2 separate regions of the Oncorhynchus kisutch genome follow, and region 1 is linked to region 2. The links are chromatin contacts, called in public Hi-C maps. All regions are on one chromosome and are shown on one strand. Each heading gives the region's core, a stretch centred on a gene start, on an enhancer-like site or on the middle of the called end of the contact. The rest is flanking DNA. Distances are from core to core; before and after follow the strand shown.

What was found. Hi-C and Micro-C count contacts between places; a contact is called where the count stands out from the background.
Region 1: a contact with region 2 is called in a Hi-C map of liver, with 7 times the contacts expected there. The contact joins the promoter of LOC109870737 here to the promoter of LOC109870722 in region 2. A contact is called at or near these places in 2 of 2 Hi-C or Micro-C datasets (liver and muscle).

The regions. Positions count from the first base shown.
Region 1 is chrLG2:69,788,733-69,795,076 of Okis_V2, forward strand. LOC109870737 (calcitonin gene-related peptide type 1 receptor-like) reads right to left here and starts at 3,566. Exons shown (of 13, transcript XM_031800877.1): 1 at 3,345-3,566.
Region 2 is chrLG2:69,644,813-69,651,542 of Okis_V2, forward strand. LOC109870722 reads left to right here and starts at 1,404. Exons shown (of 7, transcript XR_004204721.1): 1 at 1,404-1,536; 2 at 2,795-3,073; 3 at 3,400-3,528; 4 at 3,656-5,361; 5 at 5,506-5,651; 6 at 5,773-5,949; 7 at 6,095-6,654. It overlaps LOC109870729 (a long non-coding RNA gene), which reads right to left and starts at 4,326. Exons shown (of 2, transcript XR_002252211.2): 1 at 4,201-4,326; 2 at 3,304-3,940.

The DNA.
Region 1 (6,344 bases), core at 2,316-4,815, 150 kb after region 2:
GAGAGAGGTAAAGATATGATGTGTGTCGAGGTTGTGTTTAGACAGGGGAATTCAATAATGGCCCTGATGCACTTGAATGAGACAGGATATGAGATGGTGGTGCTATTAGCCAGCTCTCAGATTAATGACTAAACCAAGGTCTGGTGAGAGAGAGAGAGAGAGAGAGAGAGAGAGAGAGAGAGAGAGAGAGAGAGAGAGAGAGAGAGAGAGAGAGAGAGAGAGAGAGAGAGAGAGAGAGAGAGAGAGAGAGAGAGAGAGAGAGAGAGAGAGAGAGAGACCAACAAGAGGGGAGAGAGAAACAGACAAAGAGGGAGAGAGATAGAGAGAGAGAGGGGGAGAGAGAAAGAGAGATGGAGAGAGAGAGGGGGGGGGAGACAAGCAGGGGCCTCCAGCATGATAAAAGCGTCACAATGCATTTGTGTTTGTGCGCCCCGACTTCGAAACAGGAGAGATGGCTGAGTAGCATACCCTCCTCCCCCTTGTAACTATTCCCCAGGTTGTTGCTGTAAATGAGAACGTGTTCTCAGTCAACTTACCTGGTAAAATAAGTGTTAAATTAAATAAAAAGGCATAACCTATCTGCTCCCTGGGGAGAGGGAGATAACCTGGATACACCTTCTTGGTGAGAGCAGGCTGTCTTAGACTGTGTGGCAGCTGTCGGCTAAGATAATGTTCAGATATCGGAAAAGTAAGGGGAGAGTCGTGTTGAGATTTCGCTCTCAATTCGTTGAGAGATCCACTTTGCAGACCAAACTTTGAACAATAACAGATTTGAAGGTAGCTCTTGGTATAATCCATCATATTTGTCTTGGAAGAAGGGTATTTTGTTTTGTTTATTCCCCCCATGTTATGGATGCTTTGCACACTTTTTCATAATGGTGTGAGCAGTGTGTTCATATTCACATGTATGGTATTAGGTATTTTATTAGGATCTCCATTAGCTGTTGCGAAAGCAGCAGCTACTCTTCCTGGGTTCCACACAAAACATGAAACATGACATAATACAGAACATTAATAGACAAGAACAGCTATCAACATGTAATGTGAATCTCTAGGTAAAACGATAAAGACTGAGTTTTACTGATCAAAAACACTGTCCATTCTGTAGATAGACCAGAGTGAGAAACAGACACATTTTCCATCGTCAACAGTTCTCCTTGTTGACTCTTCTGGACGCCTCATCCTAGGCATACTCTGTGCCGTGTAGATGACTGAGCTTCTCGAGGCAATATCACCATGTCTTGGAGGTACCTTTAACATGTAATATCCCATTTGGAGTCAGCCTTCAATACCCACTCCACAGGACTGCTCGGGGGAGGAATCCAAATCCAATGTTTTACAGTTCAACACAAAGACTCCCTACACAAAAATGTACTTGGGTTCCTTTCACTATATGAGCTAATATATTTACTGTGAACACTTGGCCGTTGAGCATTTTGAGTGAAAATCCTTGTAGACTTATTAGACACGCCTGCTTCTCATGGGGTATTCAGTCAGTCCGGAAAACACTCTGTGGCTGTCCTATATCTTCAGGCCACACAGTGAAGCGGCATCTTTTCCTCAGCTTTCAAATGGAACACATACAAATCATGAAAGATTTCATAAATGTTGAGCGAAGCAATAATATTTTTGTTTCATGTCATATTTTTTTCATGGCGGTGGGTTATTGTGGATGTTTAATAAGTAATTTTACTTGAGAATGTGAGACAAAAGGGTGCAATCTATGGACGGGTTAAAGAGGCAGAGGACAAATATGGTGTCAGCCAAATGCATCTGGAAAGATTTTAAAATGTCTCAACAGGCCTGATGAACTTGAATGTTCTACAGTTCTGAGTTTGTTCATGTGTACTCTATCCTCTCCTTGATGGAGAAATATCTCTGCCTTCCTCATCGTATCATAAGCGAGATCTGCCAAATGTGAGCATCCTCATCATATTCATCACGTTCTTCCCTCTAGCTGCCCCAAAACATTTCATCATGTCCAATCTGTGGCTTACATAACCATGCAGATGATTCAACAATAACTTGAGATTGCACTGGTGCCAAACACCAGTGTTGGGGTATACCACATGACTGAGGAGAGCGGGCACATTTACACTACAATGCTGTCAGTAGCAATCAGGTCATCTGGATGTGCCACGCAATGTAAAAAGGCACAGTGCTTATTCTTTCATGTTTTTTTTATCAATGTTTTTATTAATATAGTTATGCTTTCAAATGTATCGGTTTCTGTGGGAAACAAAATACATTTCCCTTGCATCTGAAGACAGTTCATGATATTACAAGATACAATAATTATCATTCTTTAGACTCTCCAGTCAACTCATTATCAAACAGCAATATGACATATAAACTTGTAGAATGCCCAGGAAATCCTTTTCGTTTTGCATTAACATGGTTATCATGCTAATTTATGATTTATAGGTTACCTACCCACCACATTGTGCCCTAAAAGGTAAATGTGGGTAGCCTAACACTTAGGTTCCACTGAGCCTAAAGTTTGGAAAGGTTATATAAGGTTGTAAAAACGCATCTTGAATGGGGTCTGAGAGTTAATACAATTGTATTATTGCAGGTGTTGTCTTCCCTATAAACATGTTATGTAGCATGTTGGAGAGCAAACATACTTATAGGCTACCTTGCATTTGTTTAATATTCCAATCATTTCAAACCCTTTCAAATGAAAACCCTTGTCATAGATCAAACAAATCTGTCAAAAAACGAACCTAAATTAAGGATGAAGTATTAATAGGCTATTATCAATGATTGTATGTTGATGACGGGAGTCATTATACACTATTTGTAAACATGTACAAACCATGTACTATATATATATATATATATATATATATATATATATATATATACATGGTTAAATAGTACATTGTTTGTACATGTGTACAAATAGTGTATGATGTGTTAACAACGAGGCTATATATATATATAGCTCTCCTATATATATATATATATATATATATATAATTTCCCTATGGAATTATGCAAAATTGTGCAAATGACTAACCTATCTGCGGTGCGCAATTGTTTTTGGAAGACTACAAGAAATAGGCTATTGTTATCCCTGTCGACAGTGGACTGAAATCTATCCAGGTAGCTTTAAAAAGCACGTTTTAGGTCTAAATTTAACAGACAGAAATGCAGCAGACTCTTTTCGATTATCATGGGCTTGAATTGGATATGTATAGGCTATTGATTTTAGAAAAGGAAAAGCAAATTACTTATGCATCGATACTGGAATCGATGCATAAGTGGACAAATAAAATAGTAATCCTAAACCAGATATGTAAATATTCCCATTATTAATACACTATTCGAATGGTTCTTACCTGATGCGATTAGTTCACAATCCAATGCTACCGCGATTTAGAAAGTAACATTAACCGACCAAACACTCCAGCGACAGCTTTTTTTCCCGACAAATGCAACCTCCGCAGCAATGGTAGTGAACCAAACCTAAAGGGTTTCAACACTCAATGAATAAAGTGTCGGACTGGAGCCGCTGTCAGATTGTGGGAGGCATTCGCATTAGTCTACTTCCTGTTACATCACGAATTAGCCTACAGCTCTTCAGGAGAACCCACCACGCAGATGATATAGACCAGGGATGGGACACTTTGACAGGGGTGGGGCACACAAAACCTCTGAAATCATCATGGGGGGGCGCAGTGGCTCACGCATCTGTATACGCACATCCTTACCCACACATGTAGTCAGAACCGGACCAAGTCTTTCACGAAATGTTGTTAACCCCACCTTGCAAGAAAAGCATTTTAGCCCCCCCCCCCCCCCCCCCCCCCCCTCTTGACAGGAGTTATAAAAGAAAATGTTGAGTTAATGCCCTGCAATTCTACACGTTTTTCCATAGTGTGGAGAGAAATGTTTGCAGTTTTTAATATGATATCTGAGTGAGAGTGACTAACAAAATCAATGGGGGGGCCGGGCCAGGTCGGTAATTCGACCATGTAAACTACACGTTTAGATAGCTGGCCACTAGACTAATTTACCAATCTAAAACATGTTAGCTGATATGGGCTAATTGAGTGACTGTCAGTGACTGACATAACAGAAAACTGCTGATGGACAAATTTCAAATTGTACCTTGTGTATTTGTCACAGATCCCTCTGGAACTTTCATTGCACACACGTGTCCCCTATTCCACCTGATTGTATTTGTATGTATGTGCCCTTCGTTCACCATGGTGGGGTCCATCATTGTTTCACTGTCCGTTGGTCGTGTAAGTACCTGTGCTGTGTGTTTTGTGGATTGCGCAGATGATTATGGGTCTCCTCCCGTGTGGTAATCATTGTGCACGTGTGTTATTTATTCAAGGTACCCCTCGCGCTTTTATTTGGGTTTCTGTCTGTAGAGTTTGATCCAATGCATTGGCTGTAAACAATCGTTATGGTTCTAAATGACAGGAACATTCCTGCAATTCGATGTCTTCTCATATGGAAGAAGCTCGTTCTGTCTACGCTTAACAAACCTGTGAGTGTTCATCTCATTATTAGACTTGGTTTAGTTATCATAAGTAGGTAAACTGACTGACATACAGGCAACTATCTTTTACTTTAGTCTATTTGGTCAATATATTCTTAACTCTTTCTTGAACTGCACTGTTGGTTAAAGGCTTGTAAGTAAGCATTTCACGGTAAGGTCTACACTTGTATTCGAAACATGTGACAAATAAAGTTTGATTTGAATTGTCCAAATAATTTAAACACTTGAGTAAATGAGGGATACAAAGTATGGTGAAAGCGGGTGCTTCCACACGTGTGGTTTCTGAGTTAATTAAGCAATTAACATCCATCATGCTTAGGGTCATGTGTAAAAAATACTGGGCAGGCCATACTTTTGGCTACCATGAATATGCCCCCATAGTATGACAATGCCCCCATCCACAGAGCATGAGTTTTCACTGAATGGCTTGATGAGCATGAAAAAGATGTAAACCATATGTCATGGCCCGTCTCAGTCACCAAATCTCAACCCAATTGAACACCAATGGGAGATCCTGGAGCAGCACCAGCGATTTCCACCAAACGGTATTTCTCGTGGAAGAATAGTGTCACATCTCGAGAACTGTTTTGGACATGGTCTCATTTATAATCTATAGAGGTCATTACATTATAAAAAAAATATGAATGTAGACTATGATTGCAGAGAAATTCCCAACAAACGAATAGGTCATTTGTCAATTTGCAGTCATATATCTTTCAAGTGAAGGCCATTATGGAAACGTTAGAACTATCATGATAATACAACACTGCCCCCCTGTGTCTCAGTGATGCACTGATCAGTGGAGTCAATTCCAATAGCCTGCTGTACTTCAATGTGAAAGGGGACTTGGAACAGAATTAACATCTGCACAAAATTGCAATGTTGACGACTATGCCAAATTAAATGTAGTCTCAAATGGGTTGCTGATATGTTGTTTTCACCTGGGTAAAAAAAACATTCTCAATTCAACGGCTCAGACACAAGAGGCATGTGGCAGGGTCTACAGTCAATCACGGACTACAGGAAGAAATCCAGCCCAGTCACGGACCAGGATGTCTTGCTCCCAGGCAGACTAAATCACTTTTTTGCCCGCTTTGAGGACAATACAGTGCCACTGACACGGCCTGCAACGAAAGCATGCGGTCTCTCCTTCACTGCAGCCGAGGTGAGAAAGACATTTAAACGTGTTAACCCTCGCAAGGCTGCAGGCCCAGACGGCATCCCCAGCCGCGCCCTCAGAGCATGCGCAGACCAGCTGGCCGGTGTGTTTACGGACATATTCAATCAATCCCTATACCAGTCTGCTGTTCCCACATGCTTCAAGAGGGCCACCACTGTTCCTGTTCCCAAGAAAGCTAAGGTAACTGAGCTAAACGACTACCACCCCGTAGCACTCACATCCGTCATCATGAAGTGCTTTGAGAGACTAGTCAAGGACCATATCACCTCCACCCTACCTGACACCCTAGACCCACTCCAATTTGCTTACCGCCCAAATAGGTCCACAGACGATGCAATCTCAACCACACTGCACACTGCCCTAACCCATCTGGACAAGAGGAATACCTATGTGAGAATGCTGTTCATCGACTACAGCTCGGCATTCAACACCATAGTTCCCTCCAAGCTCGTCATCAAGCTCGAGACCCTGGGTCTCGACCCCGCCCTGTGCAACTGGGTACTGGACTTCCTGACGGGCTGCCCCCAGGTGGTGAGGGTAGGCAACAACATCTCCTCCCCGCTGATCCTCAACACTGGGGCCCCACAAGGGTGCGTTCTGAGCCCTCTCCTGTACTCCCTGTTCACCCACGACTGCGTGGCCACGCAC
Region 2 (6,730 bases), core at 154-2,653:
CCAATCAGAGACAACGATAGACAGCTGTCCCTGATTGAGAACCATACCCGGCCAAAACATAGAAATACAGAATATAGAATGCCCACCCAAATCACACCCTGACCAAACCAAATAGAGACATAAAAGGCTATCTAAGGTCAGGGTGTGACAGTACCCCCCCCCCCCCAAAGGTGCGGACTCCGGCTGCAAAACCTGAACCTATAGGGGAGGGTCCGGGTGGGCATATCGCCGCGGTGGCGGCTTTGGTGCGGGACGTAGACCCCGCTCCACCTCTGGTTCACCCCTCTTTGGTGGTGCCTCTGGTGCGGGGACCCTCGTCACCGACCCCGGACTGGGGACCCTCGCTGTGGGCCCCGGACTGGGGACCCTCGCTGCGGGCCCCGGATTGGGGACCCTCGCTGCGGGCCCCGGACTGGGGACCCTCGTTGGAAGCTCCCGACTGGAGGCCGTCACTGGAGGCTTCGTGCCATGGATCGTCACTGGAGGCTTCGTGCCATGGATCGTCACTGGAGGCTTCTTGCCATGGATCATCACTGGAGGCTTCTTGCTATGGATCATCAATGGAGGCTTCGTGCCATGGATCATTACTGTAGGCTTCGTGCCATGGATCATAACTGGAGGCTTCGTGCCATGGATCATAACTGGAGGCTTCGTGCCATGGATCATCACTGGAGTGAGGATCAGCTGTCCCTGATTGAGAACCATACCCGGCCAAAACATAGAAATACAGAATATAGAATGCCCACCCAAATCACACCCTGACCTAACCAAATAGAGACATAAAAAGGCTCTCTAGGGTCAGGGCGTGACAGTGTGACTCATCCTCTATTAAACATCCCCTCCACTGATATAACAGGAGCTCTTATGACCAAACTCTGTCTCGTCTATCAGCTTCAATCTGCCCCTGCGTGTTCCTCTGAATTCAGTTCCTATGTGTCAGTATTGAATGTCAAGAGGCTGCAGTGTAATTCTGTAGATTAGATCTCTAAGGAATTTAACAACGATTTGACAGGTGAATTGATTTGCCAGGGTTTACTCAGCTAGATGGTCTTTTGCTATTTTCTTATTCCTGACTGGGAAGGAACGAAGGAGTCAAATCCAGAAATGTGATTGAGATTGCATGTGAGTTCACAGGAATAGGGGGGAGGTCCACCACACCATGAGTACAGGAGCCTGTCAACATGGACACAAAATTGCCCTTTCTGTGTCAATTCATGTTATTACAATGCCTACAGGTAGTTTTGAACATCCTACTGTATTCATCTGTTGAACACAAACATGGTGAAGCGTAATAATGAATCTTAGTTTCACTTCACACATGTCCCATGTCTTACTCATAACAAAACGCGCATTTCGATAGGCTGCACTCTTACAGGCCCGCATGTGTTATTGGCTATACTTACATAAAGGAAGTACATTTCTCGCATTTCTGTCAGTAAGCGCTCTGTTTACATCAGCCACATAGCTTGTCAGTACGGAAAGTTGTAACCTATCCACATTTACGTACCAGATCCTGCTCTGTTTAACATCTTGTTGGTAAGTTTACCTTCCTGTTCTGCAGTCTATAAACTGAGATGTGTGAGATATGGCTGCTCCCGCTCTTTTGTTTCACCAGCTGTTGTTCGTCTAGTTTACGGGACTCTATACTTCTCTCATTCCACCTCTCTCACCAAAACGGAAGTGCTTGTACTTTCTCATTCTTCCACAGATACAGCTTATCAACAAAAGTCTATTCCTTTTGTCTTCCGTAGATGTTGTACAGTTTGTAATGAAATGTTCCCTAAAGAAAATATTCACCCATTTTGAATCATATGATGCAACTCGTCACACCGGCTGTATGTCTGCCTGTTTGAACTCAGATACATGTGAAAACATGAAATCATCCTGGGACTCAATAGAGATGTACAAAAACGAACATGAAAACATGAAATCATCCTGGGACTCAATAGAGATGTACAAAAACGAACATGAAAACATGAAATCATCCTGGGACTCAATAGAGATGTACAAAAACGAACATGAAAACATGAAATCATCCTGGGACTCAATAGAGATGTACAAAAACGAACATGAAAACATGAAATCATCCTGGGACTCAATAGAGATGTACAAAAATGAACATGAAAACATGAAATCATCCTGGGACTCAATAGAGATGTACAAAAACGAACATGAAAACATGAAATCATCCTGGGACTCAATAGAGATGTACAAAAACGAACATGAAAACATGAAATCATCCTGGGACTCAATAGAGATGTACAAAAATGAACATGAAAACATGAAATCATCCTGGGACTCAATAGAGATGTACAAAAACGAACATGAAAACATGAAATCATCCTGGGACTCAATAGAGATGTATAAAAACGAACATGAAAACATGAAATCATCCTGGGACTCAATAGAGATGTACAAAATGATATAACATTCAACATGGGTGATTATTTCCTTTAAGTGTATTAAAACAGTAATGATATCAAATATAAATCAAATATACTGTACTGAATAGTGGAAATAAAACTACTTTAGAACAGACTACATTACAACGAGCCCAATGGTTACATCGGACAACCCTTTCAATTTGAATTATGATTATTGATAGTGCACTCAGGTAATATATTCTGTACAGTATTAGGATCACTTCTATCGAACTGTTGACTGTTGTTTTATTGTCACTCATCTTTGATAGCTTTTTCAGATAAGATAATGATATGATTATATAGTTAGTTGAGTAGTTTACAGTATATATCATACCCTTTGTTCCATTCCTTACTGTATGCATCTCTTGTAGACATTTAGACAATGGAATTTCTGATGTCAAAGAAGACGGAACTGTGCCAGTGGTTATCAACAGACCCTGAGTATATCATTGAAAAGTGTGAGGATATTTGATCAGTTGAACAAGGAAAAGCTGTTTCCAGCCAAGCCACTGCTGCGGAGAAGATGTTCCTTCTTTTGGATGAAATCATGAAAAAGGGGGAGGTTGCATGTGAGGCGTTCAATGAGATTCTGCAGAAAGAGAAGGCACATTATCCAGGACTTCAACAGCATTTCAGCAAGAACACACAAGGTGAAGTAGCAGTATTACATTAACTTTGTAGTGATTAAAGACATTGAAGCACTTCACAGCGGTTATTAGAAAACATACATTTAAAATGTTTGTCATGTAGCAGACACTTATCCAGAGTGACTTATGGGAGCAATTAGTGTTCAGTGAATTGCTCAAGGGCACATCGGCACATTTTTCACCTAGTAGGCTCAGTGTATGTGTTTTACTATACAGAATATAAAATGCAATTGTCAGGTTTGTCAGGCCAGTGTTTTTATTACAGACTGCAAGGTCATGGCATACAAAAGGTTGTCATCTAACAAGGCAATGACACATTTGTTTTGAAGTGTCATCCAGCCCAACGGTTTACGCGGATTGCAACAGCACTGTTGATTCCCGAATAGTTACCAGCAACCGAATTAAAAAGGACTTGATCATACATAAAACCATCCAAGCAGGAGGGGTGAATCCATCTGGTGAGTGCTACTATGAATAAGCTAACATGGTCATTCTAATAAAGTTGTGTTGCTTACTAACAGACAGCCCCATAAGAAGAGCCTAAGACAATTGTATAGTTACTTGGACACAAAATGTATCTTTCAGGAGTGAACCTCAGCCAACCACCCTCAAATGCAAATGTGGTTGCACTCAACAACAGTCATATCTCTGCTGACATGATAATGGACTGTGACATCGATGGCAGCCTCAATTTGTCTTCGACACAGGCCCCACCTCCAGCCCCAGTCCATCAAGCCTCACAGTGTCCAGGTAAACTATTTAGGCAAGTTTTGTCTTCACAGGTCTCAACCTGAGCTGTAGCTGTGTTAGAGAGCAGGGGCCTCATAACTGTTGTGTAAATTTTACACTAAATATCTGCATGCACCATTTCTGAAAAGAAAACAAATATTGAGATTTATAAACTGGGCGCATGTCATACATACACATATTTCTTGTTATCCATCACAGCTGTCGTAAACTGTGTGCGGGAACAAGCATTATAACTTTGCCTGAAAAAGGTCCATCCCTCACACAAAACAACCTGTGAACACATTATTAAGTCAAGAAAGAAAGAATAATCCTACTGAAACTGGATCAAATGAAGTCATGAATGTGTCTCCATATTGCACTGACAAAGAGCTTAGTCTTACCCGTAAACCAATCTGTTGCCATTGTGCTTCAAAAGGTGAACTTATTTGCAATCATTTACTTTTGTATGGCTAAAGTTTTGACAGTGCTTCTCTGCTATTGGCTATAAGTCCTTCCTGAACTAAAAATAACATCTATTACGAAAGTAAAAGTGTTAGAATCGACAACCTCAAAGTTTGACGTTTATTCCACATCCTGTACTGAGACATGGCTAATCGTATAGTAAGCTATTTTCCTCTTCTGTGTGCTAGTAGTAAGTTATTTTCCTCTTGTGCGACTGTAACTAAGAGGAAGTCAAAGAGAGAATTCACCCAAATCACAAAATTACACCTTGGTTTCCTTACTCTGTAAACAGTTTAAAGACAGTAATCCATGCTTTGGTTTTGTGTGCCTGGCCAAATTCTCTTTATCATTTGTGTGTCAAAACTAATGCAAATCAACATCCTCAATATGAGCATTTTACACGCTTCATGTCCAAGTCATTTTGTTTATTGAACCTTTATTTAACTAGACAAGTCAGATAAGAACATATTCTTATTTACATTGATGGACTAGGAACAGTGGGTTAACTACTTTAAGAACGACAGATCTTTACCTTTACCTTGATTTGATGTAGCAACCTTTCAGTTACTGGCCCAACCCTCTAACACCTAGGCTACGTGCCGCCCCAGCAGGTAGACTAGTAACCGACAGGTAGCCTAGTAACATTGCTTGAGCGACAGTAACCAAACATTTTAGACACTTGCTGATGATTTGGACACAAAACGCAAAAATATTGTAATATTGGGGATATTGACTTGCATTGTTTTTGGGACACATGCTAAAAAGAGACTATGGCTCAGTACACAAAACCAAAACCTGTTTTTTTTAGTTCTCCGTAATGGAATTTATAGTTACAAATAAGGTGAAAATCATTGACTGGCTTCGAGTAGATCCATTCTTCAATCTTCAACATCTGCATTGTAAAGCATTATCAAAGACAGGGAGTATCAAAGCCTTATGAGTCTCCCAGAGCCGGAGAATAAAGTCATCAAACTGCGGGATAAGATCATTGGCAAATAGGAAAAAAACGAATCTCAATTTCCTTGATACTCTCAAAGAAAGTCATGTGCATGAAATCTATCTACAACTTCAGCAGTCGATGACCACCTTAGACTTACCAGGTACTGTGATCTTACATATTTCTTGACATGGAAAGTGTCTCTGTACTCAGAGCTTTACATGGAAAGTGGAAATGGGTGTGATGTAAAAGGCATATTTAAAAATCCTCCTGATCTTCAGGACTGATCTTCTATTGTTATCTCCAGCTCAACAGGATAACCTCCCTCAGCATTGGGATACCAGGCCAGCCACCACTTCTGTCCGGCTCTACCCTATCCAGTCAGGAAGCCCAGAGTATGATGAAGTCCTGAGCCTGTTCCGGGCTACTTGTCCAGACAAAACAATTATTAAGGTACCTCTTTTTCTAAAGATACTTTCTGTGTAGTTATAACTGTAACTGTGCAGCTGTATGTAAATCAGGTTATTGAATGTCTTGCCAATTACTGTAATGTGTTTTCTTCTCCTTCCCTTAGATTGAAAGGGTCCAGAACACAAACCTGTGGAATAGCTTCCAGATCAAGAAACAAGAAATGGAGGACAGAAATGATGGTATGATCAATGAGAGACATCTTTTCCATGCAACCAGCAACACAACCATAGAACACATCAACAATAACGGGTTCAATCGGAGCTACGCTGGACTAAAAATGGTAAGATATGCCAAAGAAATAACGTCAAAAAAGGAAAGTCTTGCCTCAAGTTGAACCGTATATAAAATCTCAAGAATCCTTACATTGAACTGGTTTCTCTCTTCTATGTTAATAGTGTCATAACTGTGTCATAATCTTTCTGCAGATGCAGAGTATGGAAATGGCACCTACTTTGCAGTCAATGCCAGCTACTCTGCTGCTGATGAATTCTCCAAGCCAGATGGCGAAGGGAGGAAGTTAATGTACTTGTGTCGTGTTCTAACTGGACACTTCACAAAGGGAGAACGAGGGATGATAGAACCTCCATTTAGAGGCGGTTCAGAGATTTGGTGCTACGATAGTACGACAAACGACACAGATAATCCAACAGAGTTCGTAGTCTTCCACGACTGTCAGGCATATCCACAGTACTTGATCACTTTCTTAAGGGTCTAGAGCAACATGGTAGCTTTTGGGAACTTCAAGTCAGTAAATGTCAGTCACCAGACTCACCACCCATTGCTACGTAGGAGAGATATTCGTTTTTTAAATAGCAGTTGTGATGGGGTTTAGTACTGCTCAACTAACATATCTTTGTTTGCCAGTGTTTTTTTCTATGACACATATTTGTCATTCCATTAAATATCCTAGATTTGAAGGGAAAAGCTATGTGTAAAACCATCATTGTTATGACTCATATTTCCATTAAATAAGAAAAACACATAACTAAGTTGTGTTTTGTGTGATGGTGTATAATATGTAAATGTGACCCAAACACAGATTCCATTGCGAAAGTTGCATT